Linked DNA regions of Mus musculus: region 1 is linked to region 2. A link is a contact called in public Hi-C data. All regions are on one chromosome and are shown on one strand. Each heading gives the region's core, a stretch centred on a gene start, on an enhancer-like site or on the middle of the called end of the contact. The rest is flanking DNA. Distances are from core to core; before and after follow the strand shown. Region 1 has its middle 17 kb from the start of Gm30074. Region 2 overlaps Maml3 (mastermind like transcriptional coactivator 3).

Evidence for each region. A called contact is a pair of places that touch in the nucleus more often than the background predicts.
Region 1: a contact with region 2 is called in a Hi-C map of bone marrow-derived macrophages, with 33 read pairs. The contact joins two enhancer-like sites. A contact is called at or near these places in 2 of 15 datasets of contacts at CTCF or cohesin (the NIH/3T3 cell line and large pre-B cells), 15 of 484 Hi-C or Micro-C datasets (the Ba/F3 cell line, adipose-derived mesenchymal stem cells, bone marrow-derived macrophages and 9 more), 27 of 115 datasets of contacts at active chromatin or transcription factors (the 230-238 cell line, the SCID.adh cell line, T-cell acute lymphoblastic leukemia and 22 more) and 1 of 9 other capture datasets (embryonic stem cells).

Annotation. Positions count from the first base shown.
Region 1 is chr3:52,194,960-52,200,054 of GRCm38.p6, reverse strand. No RefSeq gene overlaps it. Among named protein-coding and RNA genes, the nearest start is that of Gm30074, 17 kb to the right of the region's middle. Within about 2 kb of position 1,899, at least 216 of the 459 cell types and tissues checked have an H3K27ac peak or open chromatin away from gene starts, as enhancers often do. A contact at or near this core is called in the Ba/F3 cell line, T-cell acute lymphoblastic leukemia, bone marrow-derived macrophages and 1 more, where this site is marked.
Region 2 is chr3:51,854,864-51,860,840 of GRCm38.p6, reverse strand. It overlaps Maml3 (mastermind like transcriptional coactivator 3), which reads left to right. Exons shown (of 5, transcript NM_001004176.2): 2 at 3,765-5,342. Among named protein-coding and RNA genes, the nearest start is that of Gm46803, 150 kb to the right of the region's middle. Within about 2 kb of position 1,425, at least 25 of the 459 cell types and tissues checked have an H3K27ac peak or open chromatin away from gene starts, as enhancers often do. A contact at or near this core is called in the Ba/F3 cell line, T-cell acute lymphoblastic leukemia, bone marrow-derived macrophages and 1 more, where this site is marked.

The DNA of each region.
Region 1 (5,095 bases), core at 650-3,149, 340 kb before region 2:
GATGAAAAGAGGCCTATGAGATATCAGATAGAAGGATAAACTCTTTTCCCTTAGTGGCCATTAGAACACCGCCCGTTTGATAAAGCCACCTGTGGCTGCTAGGGTCTAGGCTGAAGGCGCTAATTTCCTGTCTGCCATACTCTGCGACTTGTAGATATTGAGAACAAAAAAATGTCATAAATGTGTGGAAGATGTCACTATTGTTTTGTATTCCCACTGGGTGGATCCCACGTTGTGAGAGTTTATAGGGGCAGAAGCCCACAGTTGAGTTTAGCTGGAAAATGACAGAACAGGAGCGAGTAGTGACATGCCCAGATCCTTAGATACCACTGAGCAAGCCCCAGTGTGGAATGCTCACAGGGTGGGTGATTTTAGGCAGAGGACACACCCAGTTGCCTAAGGTGCCGCAGCTGCCCGCAACTGCTTGATTGCCTGACTCTGGCGATTGCTTTCGGGGCGGGGTTAGAAGCAGACCTCCCGTCCACCTTTCAGTGGGGTCTGACGTCATGGTGAGTCATCTGCTCCACTACAAAGTCGGGAATCCGAGGGGGCAGTCAAGATGGTCTAAGGAGAAACAGCTGGGGCTCATTGGCCTGTCGCAGACAGGAAGTTAGCACCTCCAGTCTCTGCCCCAGGAGCCACAGTTGGCTTTATCAAACAGGAAGAGACAAGATTAGAATACGGTGGGGCTGAAAAATACAGTCTAGACTGATTGTCCCTGAAGAGTTGTCATCCACACGAGCTTCTGAAAGCCAATTCACAGGAAGGTATCCCAACCCAAGGTGCCAAGTGAGCCCACTGTGCAGGTGTCAGCCACACAGTTGCCATTGGGAAGTAGGAAAACACCAGCTCTGAGCTATGTGGAAGCATGAGTATTGGTCCTGGATGGATGTGACAACTACTGGGGACACTAAGGGTAGGTACCGTCCTTATCTGGCATCAGCCAAGGATGTGGAGATGCAGGATGTGATGTAGAGAGCTACCTCAGTTAGTCTTTGCTTTCAGCAAAATAAGTATCATGTCCCTGGACCTGCAGGTAGTCCACACAGAAGTGAAAGAATTGGGTCTAGTGCATCTGTGGGCAAGGTAAAGCACACCAGGTGGAGGCGCTATGGAGACAGACTCCAAGCTCGCACTTGTAAAGTACCAGGAATCAGAACTGCCTAGGGAAGACAGCCGGATACCAGCAGAACTGGACTTCCTGGTCATGACTGCTGGATCTGACCAAGAGAGTTCTTCGGTTGCTGAATTCCATATTTAAATTTAGCCTGCAAATGAAAAAAAAAAAGCAGCTTTTTACAACTCTAAATAAACTTTCTACTACTGAGAATGGTGATTGAAGCAAAAGTAAAAATAGCTGCTCACACCACGATTTGAGGAAATCTAAATCTGAAACGATCGTGTTTTTTTTTTTTTTTTCCTTATTTGCATGCTACCAAATAAGGACATCGGGGAAGCAATGAGTCACCAAGATTCTAGCATTTACCAGACTGCAACATGAGGGGAACGCATTCCCTAGGATGAGCTCTGTGATTGGCTTTCCCCTCATCCCCGATGTGGACCCTTATACACCTACCTGAAAAAATCGGTCCTGATTTCTTTTCCTAATTCTTATGGCAGTGTTTCAGTGAGTAATATTCATGCTTCAGACTGTCGAACCTGTGGAAATAATGTCCCACATCTGAGGAACAGCTCAACCCTTTCACAGATTTTTCCAACCTCTGTTATCTCGGTCGATCACACTCGATGTGCGCGGAATCTCCAAGGCAGAGCATGCGGCTGTCACCTAGGACATCACTGAACTGTGGATCTTTTTTGCAGAGACGGGTGACTCACCATCCAGGAGGGGGTGGAGGGAGGATGACACAAAGGAAAACGAGATTTAGAGATCTGAGCTCTCTGTTACCGTGTCACATGGTCCCTGCATAAACCAATGTTCTACAAGTGCGGAAGCCCAGCCGAAAGGTTCGGGCACGGCCTGCCCACCCAGTGTTTCCTTCTCCAGCTCTTAGAAGACAGTTTAAAGAGAGCTCCGGAATGTTCTGGTCTTTTGTTTGGAAATTTCGCCTGCTTGTTGACTAGTTGTCTGTGGACCGTGGGGTGGGTCTGTTTGCTTTAAACAGGCTGAACGATGTGTAAGGCATGCCGGCTGCTTTTGTGCCTGGCTTATTTGAAACTGTTTTAGTGTGACACTGGAGGACTTTAAAGGCAACTGTAGCTGTGGTGGGATGTTCTTGCAAGTTGGTACAAGAAAAAAATGTGTCTATTTCTTAGCACATGATCAGTGGTCTGCATCTCCCCTATAATTAATAATAAAAATAATAATAATATCACAGGGTCTTGCAAAGAAATTTGAATTACTGAAGTTTTTTTGGGGGGGAGCCACTTGCCCCCTTTATCAGAAGACTGCCAAACATAGTCCCAAAGATGGAAGACATTCCTTGTTCTTATATCACAGGAGTTCAAACCCTGTATCACAAGAGAAATGGTTTCTGGAGAGTTATGGAGAGCTACAGTCAGTTTTGCATATTATCATAACAAAAAATAACCAATAAAGATACTGCCCCCTTCATTGTATAAAGGAGAAATAAATGAAGGAATTGCCACTGAGCTAGGAAGCCTGTCCGTCCCACCCCCTCAGTTTTCACCCATCTTCCTGCAAGGAAGCTCAATGGCTGCCAGAAAGGAAGAGACCATGGCTGTGAACTGGTCAGGCCAGAGGTTGCTGGGCATCAAAACGGCAAGAGGCAGGTCACAAAGACCAGGATGGGCAAAGCAGATCTTGTCCTGCCTTTATCTCTAATTAGTTGTGTGGCTTTGGATAAGCATTTCACCTCTCTCATCTGTCAAATGACAGGCTGGGACTAAGTTCTCCAATGTCTCCAACAGCTCTGGTAGGATAGCGGTGTGTGTGTGTGTGTGTTGGATTAGATTATTTTATTAAGGATCCATATGAAGGCTGTGAAGAAAAGCTGACTGTTTCTGCAAGCTGCAAAAGAGCAGACTCTGGAGGAGCTATGAAATGATCCACAAGGAATCCCTGCGGTGGGTTGAAAAACTATAGAATTATGGAATTGTGTGTAACACACAATCTGAGTGAGGCTCTCTGAGGCCATACAAAATGGGACACGCTAAAGCAAAGAACCCAGGCTTTTGAAGCCAGCCTATGCCCCTACTCCAGTCTCTCCCCATGATAATGCAGCACCGTGTGCTCACAATTAAATGTCAGCCACGGAAAACATTTCCCTTGGCTTTGTTGTTCCAGGACCGGATTCTTTTGTCCTCCATATAATGGATATGCAGAAACAATGACAGAACAGAGATTTTTTTTCTTTTCTAAAGCGATGACAAACACAGTGCTCCTTCCTCCCTCCCTCCTTTCCTCCCTCCTTTCTCCTTGTCCCCACCCCCTAAAATAAATCATTGTTCAGGAAAAAAAAAAAAATCCCATTGTCTATTGTCCACGGAGATCAAGATCTGCCTAGGAACAGTTCAGGCAGACGCTGCAGTGTTCCTAGATGGCCGGTAGGTGGCGCACGAAGGCAGTGCTGGCGGAAGCGCGGCCGGTGGCAAGGACGGGGTTGTCGCCTCCCGCAGCCGCCGCCCCCCCCCCCGCCCCCGGCCGCCCCCCTCCTTGCGTGCTAATTGCTGGAACCTCCACTGGGACTTAGGTCCCGGAGAAAGAGAGCGGGAAGGAGGCGGGGAAGGGAAGTGGGGGCTCTGGCTCCAAACACACAAAGCCTCTAGGGCCTCGGCGGCCCTGGGCAGGGCGCCCTCCCTCTGGTCTCTGTCCCCGGGAAGAGCTGCTGCATCCTTGGCTCCCGCCATAGGAGAACCGCGACCCTAGTGTGGGAGTCCCACACACCTCTGACCCCAGCCTCCCACGGGGCTTGGAGACCTGCCTCTGAGCAGCAGGAGGCTCCCAAGTAGACATCTGTCCCCGGCATCCACGCGTGTCCACCCCCAGGAGGAGTCACTGAGGACCTTGTCCCCTCTTCGTCGCTGGCCTGTGCTGGCACCTGGAGTCTAGATGTCTTACCTAGCCTCCAGCCTCTGCAGGAGAACCTGGTGTGAAGGTGTATAGGCAGGTGGGAGCTTTGTGACCTTGAATTTATTAATACCGTCCCCCGACTCCCCACCCTGCTCCCCAACCCTTCACCTCACCAGCCTATCAGTCACAGGCTGTGATACTTAGCCTTCTGAGTCTTGATTATTTATTTTAAGATAGTGCTTCACTTGGGGGCGTGGGGGTTGCAGACAGCACAAACAACTGTCTACAATCCTTAGGACAGACCTGGCATCGCTAGCACCAAGTTAGAAGGGAAAGGGGCACAACTGGATGTGCAAGTAAATGGCCATCAAGATGTCTGAGCTCCCATCTTTGGCTTTGCCAAAGCTGTGAGAGACCTCCTTCCTCTATTTGGAATTTATCCTCTTGTGATTTATACCCAGTCTCTGTTGCGACTCTCTGAGACAGGAGTGTATACCATTAGCTTTGGAGTCAGGCTTGCCAAGTTGAAGTCCTGGCTCCCCCATTTAGTAGCTGGTTAAACTTCATGGTTAGAATTGGACTACCTTACAGACAACAATGGAAGTTCGCTGAGATATCCACGGACATACCGGAGGTGAATCGAGCAATTGCTGACAGCAGCTTCTCTCATTTGAGTCAGAAAGGTCATTTCCCTTCCAGGAAGAGAACAGTAGTCCTGCGAGGCCACATTTCCCCCACAGGATTCCCAGCTATCACCCCAAACACTTTTGTTTGTTTGTTTGTTCTTGTTTTTTTGTTTTTTGTTTTCCAAGACGGGGTTTTTCTGTGTAGCCCTGACTGTCCTGGAACTCACTTTGTAGACCAGGCTGGCCTCCAACTCAGATATCCTCCTGCCTCTGCCTCCGGAGTACTGGGATTAAAGGCGTGTACCACGACACCCTGTCACCCCAAACACTTAAGGAGGCTTCTTAACTCTTGCTGGCCACCAGATGACTAGAGCCATACTCTAGTAGAAAAGAGCTTTGTAGGAGTGGGACTGGATTTAAAACTGTATTCTAAGCGCTGGTCTGTGCCTGGCGATTGGTGACTGCTTATCCCCATCTA
Region 2 (5,977 bases), core at 176-2,675:
GGGGGCGGGGGGGGGCGACATGACAGCATCCAGGCAGGCGTGGTGCAGGAGGAGCTTAGAGTTCTACATCTTCATCTGGAGGCTGCTAGCAGAACACTGGCTTCCAGGCATCCAGGGTGAAGGTCTTAAAGCCCATGTGAACAGTGACACACCTACTCCAACAAGGCCACACCTCCAAATAGTGCCACTCCCTGGGCCAAGCATATTCAAACCATGACTAGGTGTGTCCCAGTTAGATCCCTGCTCTCAGCTGTTCAAGAGCTTCGACTGGGTGGACAAGACTGGCGCTAGTATGTAATTGAAACTGGAAGGTTTAAGGAAATGATTAGATAGGAGTTTGGCTAAAGGAAACCTTCGACTCTGTTTATACTTTTAAGAACCTAATTCTCAGCCGGACAGTGGTGGCGCACGCCTTTAATCCCAGCACTTGGGAGGCAGAGGCAGGCAGATTTCTGAGTTTGAGGCTAGCCTGGTCTACAGAGTGAGTTCCAGGATAGTCAGCGCTATATAGAGAAACCCTGTGTCAAAACAAAACAAAACAAAAAACAAAAATCAACCTAATTCTCTGCTTCCAAGAGAGCACATATTCCTTAACACTCACATCACCTTTAGCTCCGTGTTACAATCCGAGGGGCTCCTCTAGAGCCTTGCCAACTCTACCAAGTGCAGTTCAGAGGGAGTCCAACACATCTCACCCCTAAGGTCATCTCTGTCAAGGGCATGAGGTACCCAGATGGAAGAACTTTTCCAGACTCCACCCTGTACCACTTAGGCCCTCTACTGTCTCCTGTTCTCCTGCAGCTGAGTGGGAGCCTAACCAAGGCAAAGCCTTGGTCCATTTGGCATGCATCTCCCCAGCTCCTCCTCTGTGGAAACCCATGGACCACAGCCACCTGTCTAGAAGAACAGTGTCAAAGAGATGAACTGGGTATAAAAGGAATAAACTCATAGAGTTAGCAAGAACTTGAGTCCGTAAAACACTCCTTGGTGCAAGAGAACGTCCCATGAGTTAGCAGGAATGAAGACTCTCGTTAGGAAATTCCTTCTGGCCACCAACCTGATTTCTTTCAAACTCACTTGTAGCATTTCTGAATTAGACTCCTTTTGCAGCTTCTTATTAACTGTTGCTAAGATCCTGACCACTGCAGACACCCAGGAAACAAGGCAGCCACAGTCCCTAAGTTCTCAGCACAAAGTCTGACAATGTCTACAATGTGGGTATATAGACAGCTTGAAAAACCTTATTCTAAATAATCCAATTGAGTGTGGGTGGGCTGGGGTGGGGAAGGGAGGGGTACCCAGCTTCCTACAGTATGAGGAGTCTGAAATCTGATATGTACTGTGAGCAACCATTGACCAGGAAAGGGAGGGAGAGAGGGCGTGTTAACCAGGGAAGGGGGCGGAAAGAGGAAGTATTAACTAGGGAAGGAGAGGAGGGTTTGGTTTTTTTTCCAAGCAAAGAAAAATACTTTGCCTAGAGGCAGAAGGAAGCCTGACACAGAGAACTTAAAGAGGTAGAGGAAGTGTGGGTTGCAGCCTGGTGGGCAGTGCTGGCCTAGCATGAGCAAGGCCTCATGGGATTGTTCCCAACTTCATATTCTCATTCTCTCTCTCTCTCTCTCTCTCTCTCTCTCTCTCTCTCTCTCTCTCTCTGTGTGTGTGTGTGTGTGTGTGTGTGTGTGTGTGTACATACATATATACATGAATGAATGACTTTAAGGAGAATTGATGGAAGACACACTCTGGATGAGCGTGGGAAGGATGTGGAAGGACATGACAGGAAGACCCAAAGATGGCAGTTGAGATTGTAGACTGATTGCTTGGGCTTATAAACAGCAAACACACAGCAATGTGTCTTTTGAAGAAGGTGGCAGCCTACTGGATAGATATGAGAGTTAAACTATGGGTAGAAGAACAGATGAGGGAAGGAAGAGTGGGTGGGTCACCCAGAGAAGACCCCGGTCAGGGTCAGTGACGGTGTGAGTGAGCACGAGATGAGCGTATCTCTCTGTACGATGCTCACACTTCTGACCTGGATAGCTGGGCAGATACTGAGATGGGGAACAGGTGAGGATGGAATTAAGATTTAGATGTTCCTGAACTATCTAAGTAAGCTGGAGTTGGTGGGGCTAAGCAGATATATTGCTGGCTACACAGTTTGTGACCATCAACCTCGGGAAGATGGCTGCGGCCCTTGTAGTAGAGGAAATTGCATAAATGAGCAGAAATTGGGGAAAGTTAAGGGGAAACCAGGGGAGAATCCCACCATTTACAACAGTGAAAAAGAGAAAACCAACTGTGGCATCATGGGAGATGGTGGAAACACACCAAGCAGCAGATGGAGCCAAAAATAACGTAAACCAAGACACACGCGGACGTTTTACGCCATGTTCAACATTAATCTTTATTATCAGTATTTCAGGCATGTGTTCGATCCACATTCATAGGACAGTTTCACTGCTCTGATCACTATGGCAAGAAAATGGAACCAACCCAGTCAGCCATCAACAGATACAGGGATAGTGAGAGCCTGCTGCATCCGTAAAATGGAACAGTATTCAGCTCTAAAGAAAAGGGAAACCACAGAATTAGCAGAAAGAAATGGATTTAGAAAGTATCATATTAAGGGCGGTTACCCACTCTCAGAAAAGAATTGCATGTTTTTCTTCACACGGGAATCTAGTCTGTAATGTGCACATGTATATCTGTAAACAAAAGTCTATGTGGGTATGGCATAAATGAGGAAAGAACGGAACCGCTATTGTTTGTTGATGAGAAGGGATGTAAATCGAGCTAAGCCATGAGTCCTGAAAGGATGCAACACTACCTGCTTCCTGGTTTTGACACTTCTAACTTCTCTGTTTCCTGCCGTGAAGCGTACAGCAGTGTCACTCGGTGAGAGCAAAAACCCAAAGCCAAGTGGCACAGCTTCAGGATGGCTACTCTGCATAGTTCACTGAGCGCTATAGACCTTGAGTCTTGGAAAAGGCCATGGTAATCTCTCTGCATGGTCTCTTCCTTTCCTTTCCTTTCCTTTCCTTTCCTTTCCTTTCCTTTCCTTTCCTTTTCCTTTCCTTCCCTTTCCTTTCCTTTCCTTTCCCAATTTGTAAGTTATTACAATAAAATGACCTTTTTTTTTAAAAGACATCTTTAGTGTTCTTCAAAATATTGTCAATTTAATCCCTTGATGATTTCAATTATGGTGTGGTGAGAACTGAGGATAGATATCTTTTTCAAGTGCGATGTCTCTCATTTGGAAAAAATACTCCTGGGTGACCCTGGCTGTGACCTTGATCCTGCACGTCTCTGGGCTCTCTGAACACTGCTTTTAGATGTAGGCTTTCCTCACAGAATTCTAACCATGGTGATGCCTGATTTTGAAACTAGAAGCACCCTTTCTTTTTTGTGTGTTCTAAAGCGTTTAAAATGTAGTTCATGGACTAAGGAGATTATTCAGTCAGTAGTGTCTGAGTTCTATTCCAAAAATCTACAGAGGACAACAAAATATCCAGGCACATACCCACTTGTAACCCCAGCACTACAGAGTTAAATGGGTCCCTCGGTTCTCAGTGGCCAGCTTCACCTCCTGGGTGTCCTCCAGGCCAGTGAGACACCCTGTCTCAAAGCAAGGTGGATAGTGCCCACGGTTGTCCTCCATATACACGTGCACACAGGTGCACATGTATCAACACAAACATGGAAACACACAACGGTACAACGTTCAGTGTGCGATTAAATTATCTTCTCTCCCATTTCTTTTCCAGCTGCAAGAGACTGTGAAGAGGAAGTTGGAAGGGGCCCGATCGCCACTAAATGGGGACCAGCAGAATGGCGCTTGCGACGGGAGCTTCTCTCCCACAAGCAAGCGCATCCGAAAGGATCTTGGCACGGGGCTGGAAGCCATCAACAATTTGCCCAACAACATGCCCCTGACGTCAGCATCTCCCCTTCACCAACTTGACCTCAAGCCTTCTTTGCCCTTGCAGAACAGCGCTGCTCACACCCCTGGGCTTCTGGAAGATCTGAGTAAGAACGGCAGGCTCCCTGTCAATGGCTGTGGGGATCTGGAGGATAGCTTTGCTATCTTACAGAACAAGGACCTCAAACAGGAGCCTCTTGACGACCCTGCCTGCATAGACACATCGGAGACGTCCCTTTCTAATCAGAACAAGCTGTTCTCTGACATTAACCTGAATGACCAAGAGTGGCAAGAACTAATAGACGAACTGGCCAACACGGTTCCGGAAGACGACATCCAGGACCTGTTCAATGAAGACTTTGAAGAGAAGAAGGAGCAGGAGTTCTCACAGACAACCATGGAGACGCCACTCTCCCAGGAGAGCGTGAGTGTGAAGAGCGATGCCTCTCACTCTCCTTTTGCACACGTCTCTCTGGGATCGCCTCAGGCCAGACCCTCATCTTCTGGTCCTCCCTTTTCCACTGTCTCCACAGGCACTAACTTGCCATCCGTGGCCAACACTCCCGGGGCTCAAAACCCTGCCAGCTCGCCAGCTAACTGTGCTGTCCAGTCCCCCCAGACTCCAACCCAAGCCCACACCCCAGGTCAAGCCCCACCTAGGCCTGGCAATGGCTATCTCCTTAATCCAGTCTCTGTGGCAGTATCTGGTTCAGGGTCAGGCTCTGTGGCAGGGCCCAGCTCTGACATGTCCCCAGCAGAGCAGCTCAAACAGATGGCTGCCCAGCAACAACAGAGGGCAAAACTCATGCAGCAGAAGCAACAGCAGCAGCAGCAACAGCAGCAGCAGCAGCAGCAACAACAACAACAACAGCAGCACTCAAATCAGACTTCAAGTTGGTCTCCCTTAGGGCCTCCGTCAAGTCCATATGGAACAGCTTTTGCTTCAGAAAAACCAAATAGCCCAATGATGTACCCCCAAGCCTTTAACAACCAAAACACTATAGTGCCTGCAATGGCAAACAGCCTGCAGAAGACGACCATGAACAACTACCTCCCTTCCAATCACATGAATATGATCAGTCAGCAGCCAAATAACTTGGGTACAAACTCCTTAAACAAACAGCACAATATTCTCACCTATGGCAACACTAAGCCTCTGACCCATTTTAATGCGGACTTGAGTCCGAGAATGACGCCCCCTATGGCCAACCCCAACAAAACCCCCTTGATGCCCTACATCCAGCAGCCTCAGCAGTCGCAGCAGCCCCAGCCGCAGCCGCCCCAGCAGCAGCCACCGCCTCCCCCGCAGCTGCAGGCTCCCAGGGCGCACCTGAGCGAGGACCAGAAACGCATGCTTCTCATTAAGCAGAAAGGAGTGATGAACCCACCCATGGCCTATGCTGCGCTTCCTGCCCACGGTCAGGTGAGTGAGAAGTGGGGCATGCTGGGAGCCATTCTCCCCTGCATGCCGGGCTGTCCCGAGTGTACGATGGGCACCAGGGTTGGCCCGGAGTGGGGCCTGATAACCACCAGAAATCCTCCCTTGTATACCTTGCTATGGTTTCTTGTAAGAGTACCCCAATAAACCTATCCTGAGCATGAATGCCTAAGAATCCAACATCCTATTCCTGTCTACAGCCAAGGAATTTTTAAATTATGTCAAATTCTCTTTGTGAGAAAGGCAGGCTGCAGAAGGTACGTGACCCAATATGGCACACCTCTGCAGTTTTTCCTCTGGTTCATCAGCCGGGGTTTGGTAGGAGGGCAGAGTGCCTTAGACCCACCAACCACCATTTTATACCATTTGGCCATTCGAATACAGCTGTCTTAACAGGTTATCAATGATGGAAAATATGACCCTTGGTTTCTATAAATCAGAGAGTTTCCCATAGTTTTGGAATGGAGAATGGGTCTTATAAGGCCATTCTATGTTTAAACATTTGGCATTTTGCCTACAACAGTTAGATATCTATTTCACATGACCTCGAAGTGCGGGGATTACGTGGCATTCGCCGGATTTTAGGAAGCGTTGCTCACAAATGTGCCCGTGCAGCCTTA